Linked DNA regions of Mus musculus: region 1 is linked to region 2. Evidence: chromatin contacts called from public HiCAR-type data. All regions are on one chromosome and are shown on one strand. Each heading gives the region's core, a stretch centred on a gene start, on an enhancer-like site or on the middle of the called end of the contact. The rest is flanking DNA. Distances are from core to core; before and after follow the strand shown. Region 1 overlaps Npas3 (neuronal PAS domain protein 3). Region 2 overlaps Akap6 (A kinase (PRKA) anchor protein 6).

What was found. HiCAR-type assays count read pairs that join an accessible place to other places.
Region 1: a HiCAR-type map of astrocytes shows a contact between it and region 2, with 2.7 times the contacts expected there. The contact joins two enhancer-like sites. A contact is called at or near these places in 2 of 115 datasets of contacts at active chromatin or transcription factors (astrocytes and embryonic stem cells).

The regions. Positions count from the first base shown.
Region 1 is chr12:53,674,749-53,679,820 of GRCm38.p6, reverse strand. All of the region lies in intron 4 of Npas3 (neuronal PAS domain protein 3), which reads right to left. Among named protein-coding and RNA genes, the nearest start is that of Gm35614, 150 kb to the left of the region's middle. Within about 2 kb of position 2,525, at least 5 of the 459 cell types and tissues checked have an H3K27ac peak or open chromatin away from gene starts, as enhancers often do. A contact at or near this core is called in astrocytes, where this site is marked.
Region 2 is chr12:53,032,041-53,037,322 of GRCm38.p6, reverse strand. All of the region lies in intron 9 of Akap6 (A kinase (PRKA) anchor protein 6), which reads right to left. Among named protein-coding and RNA genes, the nearest start is that of Npas3, 210 kb to the left of the region's middle. Within about 2 kb of position 3,507, at least 157 of the 459 cell types and tissues checked have an H3K27ac peak or open chromatin away from gene starts, as enhancers often do. A contact at or near this core is called in astrocytes, where this site is marked.

The DNA of each region.
Region 1 (5,072 bases), core at 1,276-3,775, 640 kb before region 2:
ATTACGATTCATCACAAAACCAAAATTACAGTTATGACATGGCAACAAAATAATCTTACGGCTGAAGGTCACTACAGCACAAGGCGCTCCAGCTCCATTAAAAGGCTTCCAGAACTAGGAAGGCTGAGAACTACTGATCTTTCTCTTCTTCTGAAATGGTTCTGGTACACTGTGGGTAGGGGGTAACATATAGATGTCACATTTATGGTTTATGGAAACTCCTCTGTACTTTGACTAGTGGGGTGTTAACTGCCATTCACTATATGAAGAAACGTCACTGATCAGGTCTGAAGGCGCATTCATTTTTTTAAACCATGTTAAGAACTATGTTTTCTAGTGATTAATAAAGAATGTTCTAGGTGTGCAGTAACTGTCATAACTAAATTTCATATTCTCTGTCTGCATATGTGTTGAGCCTTAATCAAGGAAGCAATGTGTGTGTGTTTATATATATATATGAGAATGAGTTTATTTTGCTGAGTCTGCACATTTTTGATATTCACATTTTGGCTTTTATTCATCTTAGCCACCCTTAAAAGAGAGGAACCGGAGGCCACAAATCATTCTGAACTGCTAATACTATATGTGTTCATTTTTACTATATCCTGACCCCCCCAAAGGGGGCACAGTGTTCAATGGGGGCCAGATTAACGCACCCCTCATATGAGATGGGCCAAGAAAGGCCACAGTTCCTTGAGACAGCTGTTTTTAACACCCCCATTTCAAACAGAATTTGGGAGAGAGAGAAAACAGAGAAATAGAGGAGAAATAGAAAGCAGGTGACACAAAGACTCTTGGATTCAAAGGGAGTTATATAGTAATAGATCAGTTTGGACTCGCACGAGGCTGGCAGACCCGGAACAAGCCAGTCTCAATTCTTGTTATTTGAAGTCATATAACCACTGCTAATATTTTTAAGTTTTTTTTATTATTATTTCACGTGGAAATGAGAAATCATATGAATTAACATAATGCTAAGAATCTAGAGAACACCAAAATAATTATGCAAAATTAAAGTGGAAAAAGAAGATGACAGCCCAGGTCGTCAGCAGTTGTACCTCATCTTCACTGCAGGGAGCACTGGGAGAATTTCCCCCAAACTATAGAGGCCAGGAAATGGGCCCTTCCCTGGGACCTGAAGGGGTGGCTTTCATGGCTCTTGGTCAGGGACAGCACTCCAGAAGGAGTCTTTGCCATTGCCTCTGAACAGAAAGTGGCTTCTCCACTGGGACGTTGGTATCCAGAGGCACCAGGATAGAAAACCATCTGAATACACAGCCCTCCCGGAGAGGGAGAGGTCTGGTGAGAAGTCAAGGGCTCTATTAGTGACCACAGGTCCTGCTTAAGATCTGCACCAGGCTAACAGGGAAGGAGGCAGGGTTCCCTTCCCACTCTTTGTCCTCTGAGGTTCAGCAGGGGTTGAAACAGTTCCATAGGAAAGAACTGGGCAATTATTAGGCCCTTTGAACTGTACTGTGTCGGGCAATTCCAGTGGGATCGTGTGTTTATAGGCAAATTAGTAGCTTCAATGGTTTATTGTTAAGCTAACAAGTGATTAGGAAGGTCTGCTCTTCCAAGCACACCCTCTGAAGGTATTCATAAATTTTGAATCTGGGATAGGAAAACACAGTCCTAGGTTAAAAGCTGTGTACCTGGCCTCTTTGTTCCTCTAACCAAAATATAAGCACAGAGATTATTGGGAACAGCTCCTCTCTGTGGGCTTCATGCACTCTCTCTGCAGGCTTCATGCTCTCCTATGATCTGATATGCTTTCTTTTTCAGTTTGATTTTTGATTGACACATAGTAATTGTGCATGTTTAGGGCACAAAGTGATTTCCTGATACATGCATACATTACAGAATGATCAAATCAGGGCAACTGTCATATCTATCACTTATATGCTTACATTTTTTTTTTTTGCAAGAATGTTCAAACTCTTCTTCCAGCTACTTGAAGTACAAAGCATATCATTACTTGTGGTAACCCTACTGTGCAGAGCAGACTCTCTCACTCCTGTTTGTTACGTGTTCACACCTGTTGACAGACCTCTTGCCATCCTCCTCTCCTTATAGCTCTGTGAACACACTCCATATCTGTAAGATGAATGTTCACAGAGCCCATGTGACTAGTATATGATATCCCTGTTGTTTTAATCTGGCTTTATTTCGTTGATATAACAAGCACTCTTTGGGTTCATCTCTGATGCTGCCAGTGGCAGAATTTCATATTTTCATGACTGAATACTATTCCATTGTTGAAATGCAATTTCAGGAAAATCGCTTTGCTGACTAGTAGATGTGAGGACATGAAAAGCTGTACTCTTTAGAAAAAGGCAGCAGTGGAGGGCTAGAGGAAGCCAGCTGGCAGAGGATTACTCAAGTTTTCCTGCTTGGGGTTTTTGTTGGATTCCTTGAAGCATTAAAAAAAAAAAGTCCTAAAAGGAGATCTGAGTCACAAATGCTGATGTTCAGATTCTCCATGGTCACAGCTTCCTGGCTTTCAGGGGTCATTAGCACAGCACTAGAAGGCTCCCCTCCCTCCCTTCAGCCCTCTTTACCTTGCTGCTTGCTTCACTCTCCCAGTCTCTCCACCCTCTCTGCTCACACAGGGATGGGCAGAGCTAAGCATGCTTGTACTGCTAAAGGTTAACTTAAACACAGAAGCAATGATTCCGCAGTGTTTGACACTTTGTATGGTTGGTGTGGTGGTTGACGTTAAAGAGCAGTTTCTCTTCCTTTTCCTGGCTTCTCTCCCTGGGTGGGTGAAAGTTTACTGAGATGGAATGAGATGGAGTGTTAGACCTTGTTCTTCCTCCTCCCTGCAGGTGTGGACCAAGACAAAAATAACAATGGAAGCACTCCAAATTAGCACCCTGAGAGAGTGTGCTCAACTCCAGCAAAACAAAAAGAAAACAAAGAACAAAATCAAAAAACCCACCAGTGCAAATGGCTCTCTGAGTACCTACATTAAATGTTATCTGATGGAAGGGGGTCAGACATAGTGTTGGGGGACAGTGCTTTTCAGTGCTTTAATCTAAATCACCTGTTATCAGGACACAAGAACTCAGTGACTCCTTGCAATCAGCCTTGTGGCTTCATCCCCATTCACTCCCCTTGCATTTATTATTCGCATCAATCAAAATATAGAAAGAAGAAATGCTTCTCAGTTACCCATTTGTGCATTAGTTCAGAGGTGAGGAGGCTGTGTCCCATGGAGAGTTCCAGTAGAGCTCCTATTCTGTCGCAAAAGACCGCTTGCTTCCTGCCTAAAGGGATTCAAGATACTTTCCAGACACCGTGAAGTTGCAGAGGGTGAGGGAAGGCAGGGTGCAGAAAGGATGCAGCAGCAGACAGAGAACAGGAGTCCAGATCATACACGTCACTGTGACAGTGGGCTACAGCGACATGCCCCCGTTTCCAGCCATTCCCAGCCAAGGTGAAGCAGACAGCCAATAGGAGGCAGAACACACCAGAAGCCAGGCTCACTCTGCCAATCAGTGTGTCAAGACCAAGGACTTGAGCTGATGGGAAAGAAAAGAGTACTCATACACTGTGCTCGGTAAGCAAGGCCCAAGAGAAGATGCTGACATTACAGCACAGACATGGAGAACAGAAACATCCAGACAGACAAGAAGACAAGACCAGGAAGAGCCCCTCATCCACAACGCCAGTCTCCCAGGGAGGACTTGGTACTAGAAGCGGAGAATATATTCTAGTTCTCATCTGTCAGTTGATGCATAGAAAGCTAGATACAACTCTCATTTCAGAAGATAGACTCTGTCATTACCTATAAACTCTCATACCAATGCCAAGTGCCCATCACACAGTCTTTTCAGGCATCTCACCAGAACGATTCACCAGAATGAAGGCCTCAGAGAAAGTCTCAGAAGCAAAGTTTCCTTCTAGACTTCTTCTTGTCTATCTCTTGACCTATTTCCTTCCCAAATGCAGCCATAAAAACTAGAATTCCTCCTCTCCAAACTGGGTCTAAAACCCCAGAAGTACTTTTCCCCAAAGCCACTCAGAAAACCTAAATACTCCATTATGGTCTTCCTCTGACTCTGTAAGAGCTGCCATAAAGACACTGGGACCTTTGTTGTGAAGGAGGGGTCTCCTTCCCATCTGTGGGAAGAAGAAAAGATAGAAGAGTCGGGCCAAGTAGATCTATCCACACAACCTTGGTGGGCTTGCCTGCCTCAGCCTATTGGCATTAAGTCAAATCCTTTTGCCTGGTCTGTTTATATGGCTGTTAATCCTTTATTGGATCTAAGTGTATGAATTAACAATTTACTCTAGATTAGCATCATCAGTCTGAAAGGCTCCTGTTTCTTATAAATTAGGATTGAATATGCTTGTCACTCTGTTTCTTACTAATCTGCGGTGTGCTGCATGGCTTGGTCATGATTTTTGATTATAAGCTCCGTTTTCTGCCCCTATGATATCTGGGCTAAGTGCCTTTAATGAACACTTAAGAATAATAATAGCTAAAGAAGTAAAATTCAGATCATTGTTTTTTTTTAAGCTCCATTTCTATGAGCAGGTAAATATTTATTATGAGTTAATTTACTAGTAGTTGATAAGAACAGATGAAAAATATTAGAGATAGTGAAACAGACATTAATTATAAGAGCTAATGAGAAAAACAAATGGATGGGCAATTTCTCTCTGGGTGTGTTAGGTACCTTTTAAGTGAATCCAACCCTGCTCAGTGCCCTGTTTCACTGTGACCACCCCTTGCACAAGCCACCAAAGTAGAAGACAATGCCTCAAGACTGTCTCCCTTCTCATCTTCTGGAGAAAAGTAAAGGTCCTGCCACCAGGAGTATCCTACAGCAGAGACTACACTGTAGTCTCTGTAGACAATACTGTTTGCTACTATGACTCTGAAGCAGCCACTGGCAGCTCTTTCAGCCAGGGTAGGATTATGTCCTTGTGGAGGTGTGGCACATCTTACCATCCACTTTGGTCTCCAGCATCCTCTATCTGGGTCAGTAACGGGACTTGTGCAACATGATAACTTCTGTTTTATAGCAGAACCTGTATGTCATTTCAATATGATTGCACTTTTTTTC
Region 2 (5,282 bases), core at 2,258-4,757:
CTCAGGTCTTCAGGCTTGACAAGCAGGGACCATCACCCCCACAACCCATGGGCATCTCACCTGCCACGAATTGTCCATTCTTTATCCACCAAGCCTAAATCTACCAGCATTGCTTAGAGTATGTATTTAATTCATAACAAAGAACTCGGTGTGGTGTTTGGAAGGAAGGTTTCTTGGGATGCAGTTTTGAGTATTAAAAGGCATTGCTCTGTTGTAAAAAAAAAAAAAAGGCAGTAAAATCCAATGTGCTAAGATTTATAACCCAGAAATGTCCTCCTGGCTGAAAACTTGGCATATATGAAGGAATTTTGTGTTTTTATTTATATATGCATGCTTTAAATGTCTTGAGTCTAAGGACTCTGGTTTCATCTAAATTCAATTCTGATGAAAGACTTTTTTAATTAAACAAATTAATACCTCATCCACGTGTGTGCCCATATGTAAATGTGTGTGCATAAATGCATTTCTGTGCATACTTCTGCCACGAGCTTCTCAGGTTTTAATGGATAACATGACAAGAGGAATATCACAATCATAAATTTTTTATGCAAATATCTACAGACATATGGAATCAACTAGGGAAGGCAGCTGAGTAGTGTGTTCAGATGAATCTCAGGATGGAGAGATACTCTCTCAGAGAAACGTCCTAGCTCTGTATAAGGACGTTTAGCAATAAAACTGAAATAAACCTGAAAGCAATAGGCTATAAACTTGGTGGGTGTTTCTTTCAGAAAAACAAATATGTACACATACACATATGTAGATGTGTGTGTGTGTGTGTGTGTGTGTGTGTGTTGTGTCTTGGGAAAGTCACAACTGAATCAGCCGTGTAACTGGCACTGCTTTCTTATCCTAACCCAGTGCACCTACCTCATTAGGGACACAGCGGCACCCAAGTTCATACACATTTAAGAATGTATGCGCTTTTTAAAAAGCCCACATTATTAAAAGAGTTGCTGAGAAATGCCCCTATTTCTGAGAACTAAAACTGCTTCCTTGACAGCACTAGAAGGTGGTTTTCCCACAAATGGTATTCCTAGGGTGTACTAGGGAACTTTCTTTGGTGAAAACCGGATTTACAAAGGTTGCATCTTCCTGCCTTTAGTGGATCTCCCAAACAGATAAACATTTTCAAATTTAGCTTTTTTTTTTTTCCCTTAGAATCTGACCGAATATAGAACTTTGCTGGAGTGCAAAGACACCTTAGAAAATGTAGGGCTTCTGATGAATGAAAGGCCAGCTCAGACCCACCATGTTTTCTTTGAAGATTGCTATGGTGTGGATGTGAATGGCCCCTCACAGGCTCATAGATCCTCAGCTCTTACTCCTGTTTCATGGTATATGAATATACTCAAGCACACATGCAATCCTGTGAACACAGTCCCTTTTTATCGTGTGATAAAATAGAAATCCACACTTGACCCATCTTCCTGATAGCTTCTGTTGACCTTTCAATATTCACTTCATTTTCTAAGGCCCTCCCAACTAAAGGACATTTTGTTTTTGAGACAGAGCCTCATGTAGCCCAAGGGTATGGACTTAATCTCACTGTGTAGCCTAGGATGACCTTGAACTTTTGACCTCTTGCCTCTATTCTGTCAAGGTTGGGATTACTATGCCCAGTTAGTTGGAGCTTCATGCACACTAGACACTCTATTAACAGAGCAACTACTACACAGTCCCCACTTAAACTAGATTTTTAAGGTCAGCATTTCATTCAATATTATATCCCACACCAAAATATCAGCATCTAGCAGAGTTCGTTTTTTCATTCCCAAAGACATGGGACTGCGGGCTAAGAGGGAAGGAATATGGGCACTTGGGAATGGAGTAGTAGAGCAGGAGCACTCCTAGTGCTCCAAGATGACATGTCTTGCATATCACAACCTACAAACTCTCTTCCTTGTACAGTTAGACAAATGGAACCAGGGTAGCAAGTTCATGACTGACAGCTCTGAGATTCAGACAGGTTCCCAGGGCTGACCACCTATTCTAAACAAATTCTCCAACTTCTTTTGAAATAACTAAAATACTGCCCCTCCCATAGATTTGGTTCCTACCTTACAGTTCATAGAATCATAATAAAGACAAGTGTTTATATTGAACGGAATATATGTCTAATGCAACACTTTCTATTAAGGTTATAGACAATCCCTTCCTGATATAATTACATGGAGCATTAAACCTAATTCTTATCATTTGCAGATCACTATTCCTTTGTCAATGAGAATACTTGATTTTCGTATTTAAGCTTTGGCACTTTACTAATTTTTAACAAAATAGCAAGCCCAAACTCATAGCAGTCTATAAAGTTTAATCACACATCATATAATTTTCTAGCTCTAAATTATTTAGACTAATTTTCATTAGTCAAAATAGAATGAATATAAGCTGTAAAGATATAAGTAGTTTAAAACTAGATGATGCTAAAAAAATTGGTAGATGATATTTCCATTTATCTAAAATTCATGCCGGGCGTGGTGGCACACTCCTTTAATCCCAGCACTTGGGAAGCAGAGGCAGGCGAATTTCTGAGTTCGAGGACAGCCTGGTCTACAGAGTGAGTTCCAGGACAGCCCAGGCTACACAGAGAAACCCTGTCTCAAAATAAATAAATAAATAAATAAATAAATAAATAAATAAATAATAAAATTCATATGCTTCATTTAGTATTGGGACACAAAGAAGTCAGTGCCCTTTCTTGTAAGGACTTTTATAGAAATCGGAAGGAAATTTACAAACACTGGGCACGGAGCCAAAGCTCTCAGATTAACATAGAAGCAGATAATGCATTTCTATTTAATTAAGTAAAAGTTTTCAAAAAGTTAAAGATTAAATTTTGTTTTATTTTGTTTTGTTTTGTTCCTTTTACAATTAAATCAAACTTTTATTAGCAAACTCTCCTGGTTATCCTGATTGCAATTAACGCCACCTCTCTAACGGGTCAGCTCATTTAGGTGCAATCTGGGATCATTTGGATTTAACATGATGGTTATTACTTATTACCCTGAAACCAAGCAGCACAATGAGATATTGATTACTTTTAACCTTTACATCCAAGGATTCGAGAAAGGTCGGAGGAGGGGAGCATTCGACTCTCAGCTGGCAAGCAGCCTTTAGGAGAATTCAAATGATTCCCTTTGGCTAAGTAGACCCAAGATGAGTCCATTCTGAGCTGACAAGAAATAATGGTTCTTTAAAAAGTAACAGTCAGCCTATATTTGGCATTACATTTATATATTACGTTTATATAGTCTATGGCCTCAGAGGTGCTTCACGTGAGAGGCAGACTAAGGCTGTTAACCCTTAGTAAGTCTTTTTCCAGGAAGCATCTCTATTGGAAAGAGATATTCAAGAGGGCGATTAAAGTGTGTGATTTCCTGTAGCAGTTCTCACTGGAATACACTCATCTCCTCAAACTAAAATCTCTTGGTAGGTTCCCAAGGCTGAACACAACCGTTGGCCAGTGATGTTGGACACTGAGGTCTCTTTAGTTTCCTTTTTCCATGGCAGCACTGAGAAATACTTTTCACCCCTGAGCCACTGAAAAGCAGAGGTCTAGGCGGGCCCCAGCAGAACCACAGACAAGAGAAATATAAACTCTATGTGTGAGATTAATTTGCTCGACGCTTGGCAGCATTATTGCCAAGTCGTCAAATTGTTCCAAGTTGTTCCGGAAGGTTGTTATTAATAGTATGTTTTCTGAGGAAAGTTCTGTCTACTTTTGGAACGGCATTTCTGTTGCCAGGGAAACTCCTTTAAGCAGAGTTTTCTAGGAGCACACTGCTGCTTTTGTTTGCCCGTGTCTATTCATATCATCGAGGCGGCACTTTACACGCTCCCGCCTCCAGCCCCGGAATGGCGGAGCTTTAGCCCAGTTAAGTTGCTTTTGCAAACAGAGCTAATGCCTGCTAGGATTTCCTCTTCTTTTTCCCCCACTCCTCTCTCTTCCTCACATGCAATCACTCCCTCTCTCCTGCCTGCTCCTTTTCCCTCTAACGTGCCCAGATCTCACCATTCAAGATTAAAATAAATAATAATAAGATAGTTTTCACAAGTTTTTGATAAATTTACTTTGTTTTGAATAGTAACCCCATAGGTTCTAGCGTTAGAGCATCAGGCCTTCAAGTGTTAATTATCTTTTTCACTATAAAATTAATGTAGTCATTTCCTCCTGACTCCTCCACCCCATTTATTGAAGTGCGGAGGAAAACCTGTCAGAGCCTCCAGCCAGCCCTGCTGTTGTGATTAAACGTGGTCACATGGCCCATCTCTGCCAAAAGGAGGGCCCTGAGAAAAGGTGACAAAGACAGTGATTTCCTGTCAGCAAAGAGTAAGACAGGGCTGTCTAGAAGTGATGCAAATGAGGGAAACTTTCCCCCCACAGCTTGTTTGATCCACTCTAGGCCAGAGCCGGCCAGCCAGAGAGAGAACAGCGCCACAATGCCACAGGGCCAGCCCCAGAGCCAGCGCACCTTCCGGACAGCAGCACCACAGGAGACTCTTGGAGACTCTTGGCAGGGCTTCCCTTCCTCGACCTCTGTACAGAGCCAACTGTTTCCTAGCATCCTAGTCTCTAAAATCTTTCTTCTTTCCCTCCCCTTTAAAAAAAAAAGGTGAATCAAATAGAACTTACAAGCTCCAGCAGGAACTATTTTTCATAGGTTGTTTGGGAACATCCCATCGGCCTTTCCCCTAAACATTCCATGAAGAGTTTTGCCCTCTCTCAAATTAAAAAGAGAAAAATATAAATCTGAGTATCCATATCAAACAGTGATTCATCAATGCCCAAATTAATGTGACAGTTAATCTAAGGGCTTTTTGAACTTTAATAAAAATGAAGCAAGTTCATTTCTAGATAGCAGTGGAGATGGGTGGATTTTATTCAGTTCTGGTCACTTTAAAAATGACCAGATAATGTTATTTGAAATATTATAATGATTTTAAGCATACTTTTCTTTTCTTAATGGAGTTTTAAATGTAACATACAATTAGGCTATCCAATTAATCAACTAAGAATGAGGTAAAAAAAAATTGTCAAGAAGTGTGTGTGTATGTGTGTGTGTGTGTGTGTGTGTGTGTGTGTGGTGTCATTTTCCCTAACTGTTTGAATGATTGCTAATTTGTTTCATTTGGTACAATCAATATTGAAATGTAAAATTTGGTACTGAAATCCAAATATAATGCCCAATTATCAGAATTCAAATTTCAATTCACATTTCTAGTCTATAAACCAACATATAAAAATAATATATATTCAGTAGATATTCTTTAATTCTAAG